Linked DNA regions of Zea mays: regions 2 and 3 are each linked to region 1. Evidence: chromatin contacts called from public Hi-C data. All regions are on one chromosome and are shown on one strand. Each heading gives the region's core, a stretch centred on a gene start, on an enhancer-like site or on the middle of the called end of the contact. The rest is flanking DNA. Distances are from core to core; before and after follow the strand shown. Region 1 has its middle 16 kb from the start of LOC103653306. Region 2 holds the start of LOC732827 (wound responsive protein-like). Region 3 holds the start of LOC103653308 (QWRF motif-containing protein 4).

Region 1 (3,069 bases), core at 395-2,894:
GCCGCCAAATCACTGAAGGTACCCTCAGACGACGATTTGCCCAACGGCGTATTCATAGCGGATGAAGAAGAAGACGACATGGCTACGTACCGTCGGCGGCGGCGCGCGGTCTGCTTGACGCGGGCCAGATCTCCGATGAACAGGAGCAAGGAGGGCAGGCGAGCGGGCGAACGGTTTCAAAATGCTAGGGTTTTGCGGCGCACAGAAAGGTAAGAGAGCCTGAGCCGCGCCGCCCCCCTTTTATACACAGAGCGCGACGCTTCGGGAAGCTCGCAGTCCAACAGTACCGCGTCCGTCAACGGTCATATCAAAACCCCCCGCGGAACCACTTCGAGTGAGGGCAGCGTCTCCACCATCTAGTGACGTCTTCGACACCAGATGACTCAGTCGAACTGGTCCCTCGGAGGGAAAATGTTGGGGCGAAGGCGAAGACGCTACCCTTCGCTCCAGGCCTTCGTCAACTCGCTGCACCGACAGAGGCAAGATGACCGGCACGGCCCACCCTTCGTCCTCTTCACTGCAAGACGAAGGCCTACGACGAAGTCTCTCCATCCCACGTCCTCACCCGACCTGGAGGCCCACGTGGGATTCGGCCCATTGTAACAGGCCCCGCATGGACAGGTGTGTTACGAGCCGGATTTGTAATAGCTTTTCTGTAATGACAGTCTGTAACCCTCCCTTATGGGAATATTCTGGGGATAATCCAGGTGTCTGAGGGCATAAGCGTCCTTACATCGGGATGTTGGGCGCTCGGGCACCTATAAATACCCCCGTACAGTGCCCTTGAGAGGCTAGATTAACAGAGCAATTGCCATCTCGAGTTAAACCTTACTTGCATCCTTTCCACTCCCCCGTTAGATCAACTTGCCCAGGAGAGCAAGTCCCAACACTTGGCAAACTCTTGGTTCTACTTGATATCGAGTTGGGCGCAGATAGTTAAGGGAAAGAAGTCGTATGGGTTAGGGAAGACCTCTGTCGGACTCGTATCTGCATTGGACTCAGTCGGTCGAGTTGTGCCAGGACAGGATTTGTCTAGAACGGTGTTGGAGTTGAGTTTGCTCTCGCCGACATGGTGCAGTATGGGTGGGAGGAAGGGGATGACAAGGGTTTCCCACTCGCCAGCCAACTGTGAGGGAGAACCGTGCATGAGTGAGTTCTGACACATAGGGCCAGACTGCCAATGTGTCACCGGGAGAGGACGCCGGCGCCGTTGTGCTAATTGGGCTGAAAGCTAGTGGGCCGAGTTCAGTCTTTGTTCCAATTCCTTTCTATTTTTTTTGCAGATTTAAATTCTAAAGGCTAAATTAATAAATCAAATCAAATTATAACCAAATAAATTGGGACTTAATTCACACAAAACAAATGCAATGGCATAAACGCATCACTTAAGTTTGAGCATATGATTTTATATATTTTAATTCTAGAAGATAATCAATATCTTTCCTATAAATTAATTAAAAGACATATAAATTAAAATAGTTTTTTTAGATTTAAAAATTAGGGTGTTATTACCCAATGCAGAATGCAGAGGTTCAATCGCTCGGATGTTTCCTGTTTATTGTCTCTAGCCCACTGGTGTGGGCCATGTGGCGGCCCAGCAAAAGGGAGAGGTCCGGTCGCGTCTGCCTTCATCGTGGCCTGGATCAGGACTCAGTATCCGTTCGATGGTTTATTCAGCCCGTTTGATCGGGGACCGCACGCACAGGCCGGAGCAGGATCCCGGGCGATTCCAGATCCCACCCGCCAGCCACACGATATTTGTCATTATTATCGCCCCGAATCCGCGGATAAGACCCAGCCAGCGCGGCCGGCCGCCGTCTTCCTGGTTTCCTTTCGCAATCGGCATGCACATCAGCACATGCACGCACCCCACCGTCCATGCCGATAAAGCAGCAGCGCCTTGCGGCAACCCACTGGGCCGTGGTGCTATAGTCCGAGATCCAATTGGAGCCACAGATTCCTGATCCGCTTGCTTGATTGCTCCTCGCCGAATAGTGACGCGACCGATGTTATTTTCTACTTCAAATGGTGTGAATGACGTGACCGGCGACGGCGACGGCGACCGGTCCATTTCATCCGTGTTTCCAGATATTTTCCAGACACACATTTACCCCCTTATATTTTCCAAACACGCCAAGCTTCTCACGGACCTCATCGTATGGTCCAAACCTCGCAACTAATAGTTAACAACTAAAATTAGTTAAGAGGTTTAGAATAAGTCCATCAATAGACCATGTAATTATTAACTACACCTCTCAAATATTTATTGGTTGTTAGTTGCTCTAACCTAGCTAAAACTAGATAGCAACTTACTAGCTGATCAATAATTAGCTCTAGAGGTTTAGAACATGATCTAAATATATGTTTGAGGGTTAACAAACTTGTACTCTCCTATAATAATAATAGATAATAAAGCAAGAGTTTGTATAAATAATTCTCTTGTCTTTTTTTATTTGTGCCGTGACAAAACGAGAACGAAGAATGAGTCTTCTATATATCTTTCTCGCGCCTTCGTTGCTGATGATAGGATTCGAGGTTCACATTTATGATCTACCATGATGTTATGGTCCAACAAGTCATTAACATGATCCTATTCAACATTGTTGCATATCTGATCTACATCAGCTCTCTATATCAAAGACGGCAGGTCGCCGGACCTTATCAAATTGTCCTATGTGACAGGTTATTCCTTCGTCCGTTGAATCAAAAAAGCATGGCATATCATTCTTGATCTACTTTAAACCCATAATTTAGTGGCAACGACTCCTATGCAAGCAGTCATTCTGTGCAAGCATGCAAGCAAACCATCTGATCCATTAGATCGTGATCTAATCGTGGGTCACATTTGACACTTAAACCCTTCCACCACCAGCTCAATAATCTTTATAAAAAAAACCCCTAACAAACCATGGTCGTATTTGTGGTTGGATCGTAATCTAATGGATCAGATGGTTTGCTTGCACGCTTGCACAGAAAGACTGCTTGTATAGCAGTCGTTGCCTAATTTAGTAGATATGTTTAATCTAGATTGAATTCTTACGGTTAGATATATACTGTAGATTAATTTTT
Region 2 (3,069 bases), core at 385-2,884, 210 kb after region 1:
CATGCCGTGTACACTTCTGCTCCCCGCTCAGGTGGAGACCTGATGCTGCCACATGGCCCACTGCCCGTGACGTAAGCTAGCGGGCGGAGCCTGACGTAAGGCCTCTGGGCCACACGACCTCTGCATTTATTGCGGATAAGCCACACCGCCTATCCATTCCACTGGCAGGTGATGTGCCGTCTCGGCATTTAATGAGCTTGTCCACTCCACTGGCAGGCGATGTGCCGCCTCAACATTTAATGAGCCTTGTCCACTCCGCTGACGAGCGGCGACCAGGCCATCCTGCAGGCGACGTGCCTGTCCATTCCGTTGGCAGGCAGTACACTCGTGCTGCGGCATACACTATGCTCATCATCACTCGCGCGTTACCGAGGAGGCAGCGCAGGGTATCAATACTATATGCACTACAGACATTATGGCGCTCGGAGATCACCCTGGCGTTACATGTAGTAGTTACTTCCTTCCATTTTGCCTCTGGGCCCACATGTCGGGGCTCAGTATACTTGTACGTGCCCCCCTTGAGCTATAAAAGGGATAGCACACGACGTTACAAGGCAGACCCAACTTAGGCTCAAGCTCACTTAGACACTCAGTCTCACAAGTTCATACAAGCTCTCAAGCTCAATACAACACACAGTGGAGTAGGGTATTACGCTCCAGCGGCCCGAACCACTTTAAACCCTTGTGTGTTCTTGTGTTCTTCCCGATTCCATCTAGCAGGCAAAACGCTTAGGCCCCTCCTCATCTAAGGATTTAGGCGGGTGCATTCCGCCACCCGGTCGGAGAATTTCCTCTCCGACAGTGATGTTGAACTATATGTGAATGTGTTTTGTGGTTGTGAATATCATTTTTGTAAATGTAAATGTGTGTTGCAAATGGGAATGTGAATGTGTGAATGTGGATCTGTATGAATCTGGATGAATTGTATGAATTAACAAAAAAAAAGCGCGGAGAATTTTTATCTCCCTAGAACTTATTATTTCCGACGGCTTAAATGTGGTCGTTAGACTTAAAGAGTTGTTACTTCCGACGACTAACTGGAAGTGGTCGGACTTGAATGCATTATGTCCAACGGCTTCGTGGTGACCATAGGAATGTAGGATATAAGATAGATGGGGTCCACCGGACGTCGTCAACAGAGTTATGCGGGTTAACTATAGAAGGCCACTAACTGTCGCCATCGAAAATAATCTTATTTTTGACCGTTTAAAATCGGTGAGTCATTACCATTGAAAATAAGGTCTAAGATGTTGAAAATAAGTTATGTCTGACGGGTTAGACCTTATTTTCAATAACAATAACCGTCAGAAGTTTATAGGTTATTGTAGTCTTTGTTAGTTTGACAGATTATAAATCTGACATATCTTACTGTCTATCTATATCTCTTAGACTATCTGTAGTAGTTTATCTAAAGTTTATCAAAAAATACTATTTGTTACTGTTCTGTATTGTATACTGTAGTGTTGGTGGAGTTGAGTTTGAATATGGATAACAACGTACGGTTAATTTGTGCCGGAGAGACTATTTGGTAGCGATTGCTCGCCCACCCCTTCTATTCCACTCTCTTCTAGATAATAATAATAAAGCGAAAGGTTATCCCACCTCTTTTCTATTCTTTTTTCCGCCCGAAGACAACGTAACAAACCAACGATAATCCTCCCTCTTGCTACAAAAAAGGAAAAAAAAACATCAATAATAATCCACTGCGGTCGCTCGTCCTCCTCCCAACCTCCTCCCAAGTTGCCTCGTGCTCTGCTTCTTCGGTTTTCAGGAGCGTCGGCCATTGCTGCTGGAAAAGCAGACCATTGGGACTCCCTCGTGCGTTTTCCAAATCAGGTTCGTTCTTGACGCGGTCTGCGATCCGATTGTTTCGGCTCCCTTGCACACCATTGGGACTCGTTACCCATCTCGTGGACTCTTCTGTTTCTTCTCCTTTTCTCCCCCCGTTTATTGGACCAGCGGCGGCTTGCTCCTCTTCGTGTAACGGGATTTGGTTTTCTGCGGATGAGTGTTTATTGTTCGATGCGGAGCTTCGATCTGGATTCGTGCTTGTCCTCTTGGTCTCTGCTCGCTTTGTAATGCTTGGGTACGGTGCGCTGAAGGTGTTTGGGGGGTATGATTGTTGTTGCACCTGAATAACTGAGGTGGGTGTGGCGCGAACTTGGGGGTGTCTTCTCTTTGGCGATCAGTGCAATCGAATGGTCAGTTGAGTTAGATAGTTTTTACATCGGCGTTGATGGACTTGCATAATTATGTGCGAATCATGGGATCATTAACTTGGTATAAGGGGACGATCAGTGATATGTGAAGCTGTCATGTTTAGGTGCTTGATTCAGCAAAGTGGTTAGGCATCCGACGCTACGTTTTGGGGATTGAGATGCAAAATAAAGTTCAGCACTTAACTATGGATCAAGGGTTGTAGAGCGCAACCCAGCTCTTCTGAATCCAAACTGTAGGTTGATACGTCGGTGCCATGAAACTGAAAACCGATAGTTGTGGCATAGGCTCAGGGCAAGAATCATTTTTTTTTTCATTTTCTGACTTTTCCGTAACTATAGGTCACACGATGATTATTTTCTCCGCGACATTATCCGGGTATTACCGTGACAGATATTTTTATTGGCTCCATTTCTGCCATGTAGTCAGGTTGATGGCGATGGAGGGACCAGTTTTATGCCGCCCTGCAATGCAAGCCAAATCGCCTGCTGCTGCGCTGGTCAACAACTCCCTGACCAGATTCGGGCAGCTTGGGACCATTTCAAAATACAGGAACGTTTCAAGATTCATTTCTCCCATCTCTCAGCCATCTACGAAGAACATAGGTCCATGCTGTAGCTTCAGCTCGTCTTCTGATGGCAATGGATACATGGCTGGAAACTTTAGCGACAGTGATGAAGATTATGTTAATTCTACTGTGCTAGAAGCAGGTAATTCTTCACACAAGGTGGTCAGCTTTTATATGGAGAATGCCGTGCTACATTCAAGTTTTAATTAGGCTTTATTTATTTGCTTTTCTGGACTTGATTTTCCTATCTCATCAGTTGCTTGACTTTCTATGTTCCACTTGTT
Region 3 (3,069 bases), core at 412-2,911, 200 kb before region 1:
GAGGGGGAGAAGAAGACAAGAGATCCGAGCGGGGGTTATGGATCTGAGTTACCCGGTTCACAAATGCGCAGATCCGAGCGGGGGAGAGCCGGAGAGGATCTCCATTCTCCGACGAGCGACGATCGATCCGAGTCCGAGCGGAGGCGCCGAGGCGGAGAGCCGGAGACCGCAGACCGGAGGCGGAGATGGAGACCGGAGCGCTTAGCGGAGGCGGAGGCCGGAGGGAACGAGGGAGAGGGGAGCTCGCCGGACGCCGCCGAATCGCCCGCGGGCCGCGGCTGAGCGAGAGCGAGTTAGGGTTTGAGCGAGAGCGAGAGCGGGTGAGCGAGTGAGCGACTGAGCGGCCGCGGCTGGGGAGTGGGGACTGGGAAGTGGGGGCCGGGGGCGGGTTACACTGCTGGCCGGCTGCTGGGTGGGCCGTGCCGGCGCCGTGCCAGCCCAATTTACCGTGCCGTGCCTGGGCCGACCCTACGGGCCCAAGTGGTGGCCCAGGCACGGCACTAAGAACGGGCCGTGCCCGGCACTGGCACTAAAAGGTCCGTGCCGTGCCGTGCCAGTGCCGTGCTTTTTAGTGCCGTGCCAGTGCCGGCCCGTCGTGTTAGTGCCATTTGGCCAACTATATGCCGACCAATTCAAGCCGTGTTCCTCGCTTCGCTTCGCATGGCGTCCTCTTCGCGCTGCTGTGCTGTACCAAGCCAGTAACCGTATCGTACCGTACGGCGCCTTTACATCGAATCCTTTGCGCCCAAGTCAAGCGTCCCTTTCCGTGCGATTGGGCATTTTGATTCACCGTGGGGGTGCGTCCAGGTTGATAGCGCCGGTCGCTTCAGATCCAGAAACGCGCGCATGGTGTGGCGGCGCGCTGGACTTGGAGAACGGCTCAACTCGAAGCCAATTTGGCTACATTTTTATAATACTAGTTTATTTATCGTGGGCCGCTGCTACCAACGTGCCGGTAACTCTTCATGTCTATCTATCTTGCTTGTTTCTTGGACTATTTTTCAGCTATATATGTTTCCTCCGGTTTTTTTTTTCTAAACCACGGAGGCTTGGATTTTGTGGGCTTGTCTCATTGTCTGCGTAGAACCAACAATGCTGAAGTGTTACTGAACCATCCATGTGTTCCCCTGCTGCTTCGAAGCTGTATATTATTACTACCGCTCCATCATGTGTCGCTGTCGGCCGCAAAGATTTCCATGATGGATTCCATCATCCATGCAGGTAGCCGGTAGCGTCGTCGCAGCCGGCGAGTATGAGCAGCAGGAAACGCCGCGCTTGATTCCGTCCGTCCGAGCTAGCACACTAGCAGTACCTTCAGTCACGGGAAATTCACACGGCAGTGCATGTGTCCACTGCCCTCCATCTCGCCATGGCTGTGACCTGTGAGCCCCACGTTGCGCTAGCTAGAGAGCCTTCTTCTTCTTCCCCCAGGGGACCGTTGCGGACCAGTCCACGGCATGACGGCAACGGCATCCCCGTGACGAGAGCGACTCGTTACAGTAGCAACAAACCGGCCGGAGGGTTTCCTAACCCATAGGCCATAGCCGAATGCGCGCGCGCGCGTGACCGCGGCACTTGGCTGTCGCCATCGGGCATGCACCGGCCGCCGGTGGCCAGAGCGTGCGCCGTCGTCGCTGTAGCGCTCGCTTCCCCGAGTGGGGGGTCCGGGTCCGGGTTCTTGGCCCCGCTCGCGACGTGGTGTGGTGGGGGACTGGGTTTTGCTCCTTCTCTAGTCCGTCCGAGATGGTTAACGCTAGCTTCTATCTTGGCTGATTATCCCGGTGGTTGGATCCGTGTCTCTGTCTTTTCCGGTAGTCCCCGCGTGGCGTGGCCTTGCCGTGGCACTGGCAGTGGCGGACGGGCGCGCGTACCTTGATGAGAGCCACACCGATGTGGGTGGTGCGTGCTACTACTGCTGCCTCTCTGGCGCGCGGCTATTCCATTCTCCTTCGTCGTCATCGTCATGGAATCCATCATGAAGGCTGAGCGGAGCAAGGCTGCTGCTGCCGCACAGAGGCGGCCGCTGGCGCCGTCCGAGAAGAACAATGCAGCAGCCCCCGCCGGTCGGAGAACAGAGAGCCCTTCGAGGTTCAAGCCCGTGTCGGTGTCGCCGGCGGCTCCTGCAGCGAGGCGGTGCGGTTCTCCGAGCCCCGGCCCCGCCTCTGCGGACGGCGGCTCGGCGACGTGCAACGGAGCGCGGTCGGCTGCCGCGCCTTCTCCTGCGCCGTCCTCTCGGCTGAAGCCCTCGGCCGCGGCGAGGTCCGCGTCTGCCGTGTCTCCACGTGACGCGGCCGCCGATGGACACGGCACTCCACCCCGTGCAAGGAAGGGCAAAGACTCCGACCGCCCGTGGGCGTCGGCGCGGAGCTCGTGCTCGTCTCCCCTGCTTCGACCAGAGGCAGAGCACGGGCAGTCCCCTGCCACTGCCAGTAAGGTAGACAGGCTAGTCCGTGGCCTACCTTCAGAGCCGGTGGTCAGACTGAGGCCAGGAGCTGTGGCTGAGAGGAAGACGAGCACGAGCCCTCGACCTCGTGGAAGGAGCACGAGCAAGAACAACACCGGCGACCAAAGCCAACACGAGAATGCTCGCCCTCCGGAGTCCCCTGCCAACAGTGTCGCCCTCGCCGATAAACACTGGTGGCCGGGGATGATGGCTGGCCTCTCTTCGACAACCGCCGCTTCTGCGGAAAAGGCTAGCAGGTCTGACGCCTCTTCGTCATCAGATGCTTCAGCAGGACGTTCTCCTCCAAGGAGGACGCGTCCATGTGAAGGCGCAGCAACCGGCAAGAGCGTGAAGCGGGGACCATCGAACGAGACGGCGCAGATCGTTCACCGGAGAAGGAAAGACAAGGCGGCGGACTCCAGCAGCGACGCCTCCTCGCAGATGTCGGAGAGCTCTAAACCCACCTGCCGCCCGATCAAGCAGGCCGTTTCTCTGCCCGTTCCAGCTCTGCGCCGGTCCTCGTCTACTACCTCCCGGTCCTGCCAGACCCCGTCGCGGATGAGGCCGTCAGCAGCAGCTTGCCAATCGAAATGCGCGTCTTCGGCTGCTCGAACGGTTGTCGAACA

What was found. Hi-C and Micro-C count contacts between places; a contact is called where the count stands out from the background.
Region 2: a Hi-C map of leaf shows a contact between it and region 1, with 6 times the contacts expected there. The contact joins the promoter of LOC732827 here to the enhancer-like site in region 1. A contact is called at or near these places in 11 of 25 Hi-C or Micro-C datasets (bundle sheath, ear, endosperm and 4 more) and 2 of 3 datasets of contacts at active chromatin or transcription factors (leaf and seedling).
Region 3: a Hi-C map of tassel shows a contact between it and region 1, with 3 times the contacts expected there. The contact joins the promoter of LOC103653308 here to the enhancer-like site in region 1. A contact is called at or near these places in 3 of 25 Hi-C or Micro-C datasets (ear, leaf and tassel).

Annotation. Positions count from the first base shown.
Region 1 is chr4:62,484,801-62,487,869 of Zm-B73-REFERENCE-NAM-5.0, reverse strand. No RefSeq gene overlaps it. Among protein-coding and RNA genes, the nearest start is that of LOC103653306, 16 kb to the left of the region's middle. Within about 2 kb of position 1,644, at least 17 of the 20 cell types and tissues checked have an H3K27ac peak or open chromatin away from gene starts, as enhancers often do. A contact at or near this core is called in bundle sheath, ear, endosperm and 3 more, where this site is marked.
Region 2 is chr4:62,275,511-62,278,579 of Zm-B73-REFERENCE-NAM-5.0, reverse strand. LOC732827 (wound responsive protein-like) reads left to right here and starts at 1,634. Exons shown (of 11, transcript NM_001112438.2): 1 at 1,634-1,836; 2 at 2,643-2,927. The coding sequence starts at 2,651.
Region 3 is chr4:62,683,321-62,686,389 of Zm-B73-REFERENCE-NAM-5.0, reverse strand. It overlaps LOC103653308 (QWRF motif-containing protein 4), which reads left to right and starts at 1,661. Exons shown (of 6, transcript XM_008680245.3): 1 at 1,661-3,069. The coding sequence starts at 1,964.